Regions from separate parts of the Sus scrofa genome. Here region 1 is linked to region 2. A link is a contact called in public Hi-C data. All regions are on one chromosome and are shown on one strand. The core of a region is the stretch at or near the end of the contact, and the rest is flanking DNA. Distances in the headings are between cores, read along the strand shown. Region 1 holds the start of CRHR2 (corticotropin releasing hormone receptor 2). Region 2 holds the start of INMT (indolethylamine N-methyltransferase).

Region 1 (5,047 bases), core at 2,440-4,939, 53 kb after region 2:
TCACACCGGCTTCCCTCTGTGTGTCTGTGGCTTAATTTCTTCTTTTAACAAGGACCCCGTCACGCTGGATCAAGGCCCAGCCTCATGACCTCAATTCAATTGAATTATCGAGCTTCAAATAAGGCCACATTCTGAAGTGCTGGGAGTGGGGTCTTCAACTTGCGGGTTTGGGGGACACAATTCAGGCTGTTACACCATCTGAGCCTCGGTTTTCTCTCTCATAGAAATGGGTGCAAGTTGACCTCAGAGGCTTATGGTGAAGGTTGACTGAGAGACCATAGCTATACCCAGTGTGTCAAGCAGCCTTCGGGCAGGAAATGGAGCCCTCCCCCCGCCCGCCCCATTTCAGGAGGTCCCCAGCCTTTCCCTGGTCAGAGCTCTGTGCCCTCAGAGGCAATGCTGATTTATCAGCAGACCCACTGCCTTCTCCCTGCCCAGGGCTTGACATGGTCCTTCGCTTCCCCGTGGCCCCCGGCAGGTGACGGCCATCCTCCCGCCTCTGAGTCTTCTCCAACGCAAGGCTCCCCCCACCCCCCGCTTGACTTATAGCATCATTCGTCTGTTTAGAAATGGGAGCTAGAGATAAAATGTGGAAAAAATATTCTTCAAAATCAAAGAAGAAAATAAGTGCTCATTATCCCACCACCCAGGGATTTTTAAATGTTTATACCGCAGATGTTCATCAATGCATAGAGCCTCGTGTTTTTTCTGGGATGATCCTGTGTCCACAGTTTTGTAACCTGCTTTTTCCTCTTATAACTCAGAGTGAACATGTCCCCCTGTCATTAATTATTCAGCCACCGCGTCGCTGGGGAGGCTGCCTAGCAGCCGCTGTGGAGACGACATCATCCTTCATTATCCATGCCCCTGAGGCGGGAGGTACAGGTTGTTAGGATGCCCTTGGACTTCAGAAAGAGTTTCTCAGATGGATCCACTTGATAGGGATCACCTTTTAGGTGTCCACTGATTGAACAAATGCATATTAACTAACACAAAGTTCAGAAACGAGTAAAACCAAACAACCAGCTGTTTAGACACACCGCATGTGATAAAACCAAAAAAAAACCTAAGAGCAAAGGATGATAAATGCAACATGCAAAAGAATGCTCCCTCTGAGGAAGCCAGATATAGATAAATTTGTAAATGGTTGGTAATGATCCAGTTTTGGATTGGATGATAGATGCATCGTATGTGCCAGTACATACAAACTTCCATAAAAGTCTAAAATAAAATCAAGTTGGGATGTATATGGGCTAATGATGACAAGGAGTCATGAATCAAAGACCGTGATCAATTAAATTGTCTGCCCCTGAGGTCCAAATAAAGGAAAAACACACATAATCACAAGAGACTTCAAGCAGACATTAAATGGATTATGTGTTTTATTCATCGCAGAGGAAACTAATAGAGCATATATTTACTGTAAGTTGTAGGGATATTATTTTTTCAGACCATAGGCAACATAAGTGCCCAAATGGAATGGAGGATCCCTTGAAATAACTCTCCAATCCAACACACACACACACACACACACACACACACACACACACACACACACCAGGGCTGGTTAAATGGGAAAAGAGCCTTGGCTGAGAGACAGGACTGCTGCCCAGGCATTTGTTCTTTCAGTGGTGACTCGCTGAGCACAGGCCTGGCGCATTCTGATGGGAGCTGGGGACTGGTTAGTGAACACAACCAGCCCTGCCCTCCAGGAGTCACAGGCTGGTAGAAGAGACAGTAGAAAAACCAACAACCTTGATGTGACATAGACCAGGCCCAGCAGATAGATAGGCACCAAGAAAGGCCACCCATCCCAGATAAGAGAAAGGACACCTCCTTTCTAAGGGCTAAGCTGAACATTAGAAGGATGAATGGGAATCTGCCTAGGGTTGGGACTGGGTCTCAACTGAGCCTCGCCTGCTCCTGGCACTGCTATTATAGATACTAAGGGATCTCTGCCTCTGCAGCTGCCCAGAGCTGAGCCAAGGGCTCTGTCCATTCAAAGGCAGAGGACAGACCTGGCTAGCTTCTCTGCACCTTGTACCTGTCAATCAGCTGGCCCTGGAGAGATTCCTGTGCTTGGCCCTGGCCTCAGTGCTCTCTGGCTTTGCCTGGACAGTGACAGCAGCATTAACACGGAGGCTGGGGAGATTGGAGCACCCAAAGGCAGCCCAGCCTGCCTCTTCCCCTCTCCCTGCTCAGGTCTTAGTGCAGGCTCAGGGTGTCTTAGCCTTCCCCAGCAGCTTTGTTCCCAGAGGGGGCTGGCAAGGAGGGTGAGGACCAGCTCTCCTGGGGCCTCCAGCCCAGCTGGGACTGGGACCCAGCTTTCCCTGCCCTCTAAAGATAGAAACACACACACTCACACATGCATTCATCTTCCTCAGCCTTTGCATCTCCGAACTCGGAACTGGAGATTCTCTGGGCTGGGAGGGGTGTCCGAGAACATTTCACTGGTGGAGAAGCTGCCCCAGAAGAGGTGAGAATTGGGGGACATGCAGAGAGAGTACAGGCAGAGGCAGACCAGAACCCAGCCTGAGATGAGGTGAACTATACCCCAGCCCTTGTCTCCAGATTCCCCTGCTCAGCGGGCATGAGCAGCGACCCAGTGTTGGCATTTGGCAAATTATGGAACAGGCAGCTCTGAGGGGCCTGGACAAATTCTAGATAAAGGTTTTTAGCTCCTCCGCACTCGCTGTGGGGCCTGGTCTCCCCTACACACACACACACACACACACACACACACACACGAGAGTTCCAGATGGCCCTGCACAAGCCCTGAGGAAGAGGGGTTCTCACTTTATTCCCTCTGGAGCCCAGGGCAGTCAGACCTGAGTATTTGAAGTCCTCCAGGTAATTTCAGCCACTTTCTCTCCAAGCCGGAGACCTGACATCATCCCTGCCCCCTGGCTTCTGTTGGAAGCCACCCACCCACTCCTCTCTCCGGTCCCGCTTCACCAGGGCTGGTCTCCCAAATCCCTCTCCATCCCAGACCTGGCCCAGGTCTGCACTGTTCAGGCCGCTTGATCTCACTAGACTCTTCCGGTGGCCCAGTGCTTCCCTCGAAGCCCCTCCAATCCACTTCCTTCCCAGAGGCCACCGGAACTTTTCTAGAGGGCGGCTCTGCACGTGGACTCTCTGCTCCCCCTGCTCCCTCTTCCGTGACCTCACTCGGGGAGAAAAAACCCTCAGGCCTCCAGCCACCCAACTCTGGCTCGGTGGGCACCCAGTTCTGATTCCTCCGCGGGCGGGCGCGCTTCGCTGCCCTCTGCAGCCCTGGAACCTGCCATCCTCGGACAGGGCATTTGGCCACCCTAGGCCCACCCTCTCTATCCCCGCCGCCCTCCCCCAGCCCTTGGCGGAGCCTTCGAAGGCGCTCGGGACAGGCGGGTGGGCCGGGGGCGGAAGCTTCGGCCCCGCGGAGAGGAGCCACCCGGCCCCGCCCCCGATGCCGCCATTGGCCGCGACCGAGCGGGTGGACCCGCAGCTCCGTGCGCTCCGCATCTCCTCTCCGCCGAGGTCCAGACTTGGCAGCTTCGGGCGCAGCGCCCGGAGGCTGCCTGGCGGGTCGGGGCTGAGCTGGCAGGACCAGGACTCAGACCTCTCTCGACCTCTCACTCTCGAACCCAGCCCCCGGCTGCCAAGCCGAGCGCACACTCACACTCCCTCCGGGCGCGCGGCTCCGGGGCGCAATGGACGCGGCGCTGCTCCACAGCCTGCTGGAGGCCAACTGCAGCCTGGCTCTGGCCGAAGAGCTGCTCTTGGACGGTTGGGGGATGTCCCTGGACCCCGAGGGTAGGCAGGAGGCGAGCGGACCGGGGCGGCGCGGGTTCCTTCCCTGGCGCGCTGGGTGCGCCCAGGGCCCCGCGCTCCCGGCGCCCTACGTCCTGCGGCGCCCCACGCCCCCAGCACCCCCTCTGAGCCCCGCTCCGCGCTCTCCCGTCGCCAGGTCCCTACTTCTACTGCAACACGACCTTGGACCAGATCGGGACGTGCTGGCCCCGGAGCGCGGCCGGAGCCCTGGTGGAGAGGCCGTGCCCTGAGTACTTCAACGGCATCAAGTACAACACGACCCGTGAGTGCCCCCCGGACCCTCTGCCGCGGGCTCTACACCCACCTCCCAGGAGGGCGGTTTACAGAGCGGCAAGGGCTCCTGACCAAGCGTTGAAGACCGCCGAGGGCCATGGCACCTCATACCGCTGGCGTTAAAAAGACCCCTTAGAGTACCGGGGCGCTGTCTGCCCCTACCCCACTGTAGCTTCAGACCTCAGTAAGGCAGTCACTTGCCCACGATTCTCGTGCTCCATGCGCTGAGAGCCCAGGAAGGGAGAAGGAAATACTTTCTTTTGAAGATAAATCTCTCTCACACATTATATATTCTGGGGGCCTGAAGTTTCCCCATTGGGGCTTCTTTTGTTTAGCCAATTTCCCTCCCCCCTCACTTCCCCCGGGGCGGTTGGGAGGGGGCCACCTACACGGTCAGGGTGAGGGCAGCCATCAGGCTCTGCTAGGGAAGAAGAGAACTGGAGGCAGGAAAGGTGGGGTGCGTCTTGTGTTGGGAACGTATGCAAAGCATAGACATTTCTGGACCAGAGTGTGGCGTGCATCCTCTTTCCTACCCGGATGTCCCCGGACTGGCCCTCCGGGCTGTGAGTCAGGGGCAGGTGGGCAGCGTTACTCCTGCTACCCAGGTGATGCAAGGTGTCTGAATCAGGACCACCACCCCCCACCTCCCTGGGGGAACAGCCTGTGCCCTCCTTCCTCCAGGCAAATCACTGGCTGACTCGACAGTCTGGGGAGATGGCAGAAAAGGTTGCAGGTGGGGTTGTGCAGTGTGGGCTCTGGGAGTGGCACAGGCCTGAGAAATCCCTGTGGAAGGTCTGATGGGGGCCAAGTGGGAGTGTCTTGTGAGGCCGTGGGGAGCAGCAATCACTAGCCCACCCTGAATGGCCACTCATATCTCCAGCCCCACCCCACGAGCAAAGAGCCTTCTGAGACACTGGAGGGGGCACGGCACCTGTTTTTGTCTGAAGCCCCTCATCTTGGAAAC
Region 2 (4,874 bases), core at 1,050-3,549:
AACAAACAATTCTGACCCCATAGGGCCTGAAAGCCTGAAGCCCCCACCAAGCAGAAGCACCCAGCGATCAGTCAGGGCCTGGATTCTAAGGAGGGGATTGGTAACAGCGCAGCCTCCAGGGAGTGGTGTGCCTGCCTGCAGAAGGCACTTAGGGCAGGCAAGAAGCTGGGGCACTGACAGTATATAATGTGAGGGGCCTTTAATAAAGGGACAGCATGAACGAAGGTGTGGGCAGGGCTGAGGGAAGCCACAAAGTACCTACATTATTCATGCTTCTCCAGAGAAACAGAACCAACAGGCTGTGTACATGTTCATGTGTGTGTACCTAAAAAATATATATCAAAAAGTTTATTTAAAAAAAAAGTTTATATTAAGGAACTGGCACCCACAATTATGGAAAAGGACAAGTCCAAAATCTGCAGGGTAGGCCAGGAGACTGGAGACCCAGGAAGAGCTGAAGCTGCAGTTCAGGCAGCATCCGCGGCATATGGAGGTTCCCAGGCTAGGGGTCTAATCAGAGCTGTAGCCACCAGCCTATGCCACAGCCACAGCAACACAGGATCCGAGCCACATCTGTGACCTGTGACCACAGCTCACCGCAATGCCAGATCCTTAACCCAATGAGGGAGGCCAAGGATGTAACATGCAACCTCATGGTTCCTAGTCAGATTCATTTCCACTGCGCCATGACGGGAACTCCAAAAAAAATTTTTTTAAATAAATTGGAGAGAGATCTAACCATTTTCTTCCGATAGGGCAGGAAGTTGTGCCATCACCATTTAGTATATAATTGACCCTCTTCTCATCCCAGAATACAGATTCTAATACTTCCAGAAAAGGGGGAAATTTGACACTAAATTAGAGTTTATATTCTGTTGAAATTAGAACCTGAAAAATAAATGTTGATTTTGGGAAGTAGGACCCAGGACTGTGCTGCTCACAGTATGCGGGCCTCAGTTTCACCCTAGGAGCCCATTCTGAACCTCAGAACCAGAATCTATATTTAGCTGGGTCCCCAGGGGAGTCCTGGGTACACTAGTTTGAGCAGCACAGCTAAGGGACCCAGATAGGCTGTGATGGAAGGAGAATAAGGTTTGGAGCTGGTCTTTAGTTTGGCTTTGGACACTGGCTTGAATCTGAACCTAGACCCCGTCACTTGCTGTCAGCACCCCTTGAGGATAAGGCCCTTCACCTTCAGCTTCCTCTTCTCTACAGACTGTTATGAAGATGGCAGAGGCCCAGGGTGGGGGACACGCCTGGCACACATTACAGGCCAGGGCTCCACACTTGCCCAGTTGCAAAACACACTAGAGTTTGCTGCCTGAAATCTCTGCTCTTAGGTACATTTTTTGAAAGTGATTTGGCAACACTTTTTTTTATATAAAACTTCTTGAGACTTTTTCCTACAGCTGCATATGAATCCACTTTGCAGATTCATATGCAGCTGTAGGAAATAAAACAGAGAGATCCATGTATGCTTTACCAACTTTCTCCAGTAATAGCATCTTTAAAATGTAGTAAATACCACAGTCAGGATATTGTCACTGATATAACCCACTGCTTCCATTAGCATTTCCGTTTTATGGGCATTCCTGTTTGTTCTGTATGTGAGTCTGTGTGTGCACCAAAGTTCTATGCAATTTTAGAGTTTCTCTTGATGAATGCTAACACTTTTTAAATGGTTTGTATAAATAGAGCCTTCCCAGCCTTCTCAGGGTTCCTACCCAAGTTTACTTCTGCCCTCAAAACATGAAGGGTTGGTTAAGAAAATAAACAGGATTAAAGATAGAGGAAATATTTAACTAGGTTCAGGACAAACTCTTTTCAAGAGCAAGGTCACTGACCTAGTCAGTGAAATTTTAGCCATCCCTGAATCCTGTTTTTCACCCTCAGGGGTCTATCTGCTCTGGTTTTTGTTTTCCCACCAAACTCAAAAAGGGAAGAATCCTTGCCCTATTCTAGAAGCTTGGTCTCTTTCTGTATTTCTGTCTCTCACTCTCTCTGCCTATTTCTTTCTTGTTCTCTCTGTGTTCTTTCCAGCTGTTTCATTCTCTCTACACCCAACCCCCATGAGCAGAACCTACACTCAAAATATCACCTCTCAGGAACCAAGAACTGAGGACCTCCCAGAGGATATTGGCCACCCTATTGCACTCTCCATTCCTGATAATTACTAATAAGATAAACTCCAGCCAGAAAGGCTAACACCATGGCCTGACTCCAACTTTGTGGAATCCAAGCTCCTCCCTGGAGGGAGGGTCTGGTCTTATGTAACGCCTAACGGGCAGGGCCTGGGAGAGGAGGGAGGATATAACGGCACGGCAGCAGGGGAGACACAGCCAGATCCCCAGCCAGAATGGAGGGCAAGCTGTACAGAGGAGAGGACTACAAGGAGTTTGACTCCCAGGACTACTTAAAGACCTACTACACCTTTGATTCAGGCACCGTGGCTGAAAATGAAATCCTGAAATTTAACCTGAAAAACCTCTTCCAAACCTTCTCTTCAGGTGAGTGGCTGGAACCCATCTAGGAAGCCAGGGTGGGCATGCACCTGACAGGAAGTGCTGCTGGTGGCAGGGGACCTGCCCTCTGGGACCCTGCACACCAAGGATGCTGCAAAGGCAGCCCAGCCTGTGAACCCAATGAGTGCCTCTGCTAAGTGGCCACTCAGTGCAGGGCAGCCTGAGCCTGGAGGGCAAGAGCCAGGCTTGAGTCCGTGATAGTCCGCCTCGGTTTCTTCACCTGGGAAATGGGAAGGTGACTCCGGACCTCTGGAGCCTCCTTGCAGCAGGCTCATGCTTGGGGGAAAAGAGACAACAGACAAGAACACACTGCCTGCATCTGACCAGCTCTGTCTGTCTTCCCTTAAAGCCAGGCTTCATAGTCTGGCATCATGAATCCCTTTGAAGATATGATGAAGGAGCTGCCGTTGTAGCTCAGCAGGTTAGGAACCCAACTAGAACCCCTGAGGTGGCGGGTTCAATCCCTGGCCTTACTCAGTGGGTTAAGAATCTGACATTGCCCTGAGCTGTGGTACAGGTCACAGACATAGCTTGGATCTGCGTTGCTGTGCCTGTGGCATAGTGTGGCATAGGCCAGCAGCTGCAGCTCAGACTCAACCCCTAGCTGGGAACTTCCACATGCCCCATGTGTGGCCCTAAAAAAGCAAAAAAAAAAAAAAAAAAAAAAAAAAAAAGGAAAATACGATGAAAGCTCTGCTACCTACTTGTGCGGTCACACGCAAGCATGCATGCACACACACATACACTCCTAATCTTTTACTCAGAAGGAAGTTCATGGATACCCACAGCCACACCACAGAGCTCAGTTTACAAACCCCTTCTCTGGGGCGGCAGGCCAGGTGACCAGCAGAGACTATCGCCCAGGTTCCTCAGTGCACGCAAGGGGATGCTGAGGTCGGAGAGAGTGAGGAGGCTGGCCCGCTCAGACTGCCAGCAAGTAGCAAGAGCAAAACTAACATCAGTTAAGTCAGGGCTGCCACACACAGATCGGCAGGGGAGGGGGTGCCGTTCTGAGCAAGTAGGAGTTAGTCACTCAATAAACCTTGCCTAATCATGTAATCAGAGCCAAGGAAGGTTTATCAAGCAACATCCACAGAAATACAGAAGAGATCAAGCTTAATGCTCACACAGAAATCTGAGGAGACTTCCTAGAGCAGCGGCTGCCACTAGGCCTTGAAACATGGACAGGTGGGACTGAAGGAGCACAGAAGGCAGGAAGTGGGAAGAAGACGGCAGTGAACCTAGTGCTACTCTGAGGCTAAATCCTTCCCCCTAACTCATCACAGGATCCCCTTGCCTTCCCTGAGGGGCTCAGCCAAGTTAGAACCCACTGGTTGAGGTCTCAGTCTTTAGCCAAGGCTCTGTGCCCTGCAGCAAGGAGCAGGGAGGGCAGCTGGTGGTGGGGGTCTCTCTCACCATTGCTTTAAACCCAGAGTCAGAAGCCTGCTGAAAACAAACAAACCAGCTCCCATGGGAAGTCCACCTGCACCCTGCCCAGAAGTGCAGAACTGGTCCTGGGGCAGCAGAGGGGACTTGGAATCTGCCATGCTGTATGCCACCCACCAGCTGTCACCCCCCTGAACCCCAGGTGTGGCAGTCTGGTCACTCCCTCCCTGACCAAGTGGCAAATCCTGGGGAAGGGCAGAGCTGGCATCTCCATCTACTCCAGGTGGGCATAGAGGTGGCTGTCCCCCCACCCCAGACCCGGCATGTGCTGTCTCCCGCAGGAGGAGTGGGAGGGGACATCCTGATTGACATTGGCACAGGCCCCACCATCTACCAGCTGCTCTCCGCCTGTGAGGTCTTCCGGGAGATCATCGTCTCCGACTACACAGACCAGAACCTCCGCGAGGTGGAGAAGTGGTTGAAGGAGGAGCCGGGAGCCTACGACTGGTCCCCAGCCGTGCAATACGTGTGTGAGCTGGAGGGAGACAGGTACCCACGGCCACCTCCCTTCTCAGGCCAGGTCACCCACCCTGCAGGACAGAGCCTGCGCCTGCAACCTGCTTCACCTGCCGCCCCCGCAGGCTCCTCCTCACCCTCACCCACCTGGGTCGCAGAGGCCCAGAGCATGGCCCTCTCTGAGCCAGTCCCACCTGCAGCCTGAGAGCTGCCTGTGCTCTTAGCTTCAGCTGCCCTACTGGGCTCTCCACATTTTGTATCCCACCTCTCCTGCATGGCCAGCCACAGTCCCACCTCTGCCTGAAGCCTCCCCTGATTGCTCCTGCCCTCACTGATCTCGCTTTCCTCTGAAAACTAGTAGTTCAGCTTCTCCTTTACCTAATGTTGGAGGGCACTTGTTATGGGAGAAGTTGGGCTTCAGGGAATCCCCCACACCTGCCCCCTCACCAC

What was found. A called contact is a pair of places that touch in the nucleus more often than the background predicts.
Region 1: a Hi-C map of fetal liver shows a contact between it and region 2, with 1.6 times the contacts expected there. The contact joins the promoter of CRHR2 here to the promoter of INMT in region 2. A contact is called at or near these places in 4 of 47 Hi-C or Micro-C datasets (fetal liver, fibroblasts, liver and 1 more) and 1 of 2 datasets of contacts at active chromatin or transcription factors (skeletal muscle).

What each region holds. Positions count from the first base shown.
Region 1 is chr18:42,262,737-42,267,783 of Sscrofa11.1, forward strand. CRHR2 (corticotropin releasing hormone receptor 2) reads left to right here and starts at 3,690. Exons shown (of 12, transcript NM_001144118.1): 1 at 3,690-3,792; 2 at 3,947-4,072. The coding sequence starts at 3,690.
Region 2 is chr18:42,211,036-42,215,909 of Sscrofa11.1, forward strand. It overlaps INMT (indolethylamine N-methyltransferase), which reads left to right and starts at 2,300. Exons shown (of 3, transcript NM_001244733.1): 1 at 2,300-2,507; 2 at 4,250-4,457. The coding sequence starts at 2,357. It also overlaps the pseudogene LOC106506831.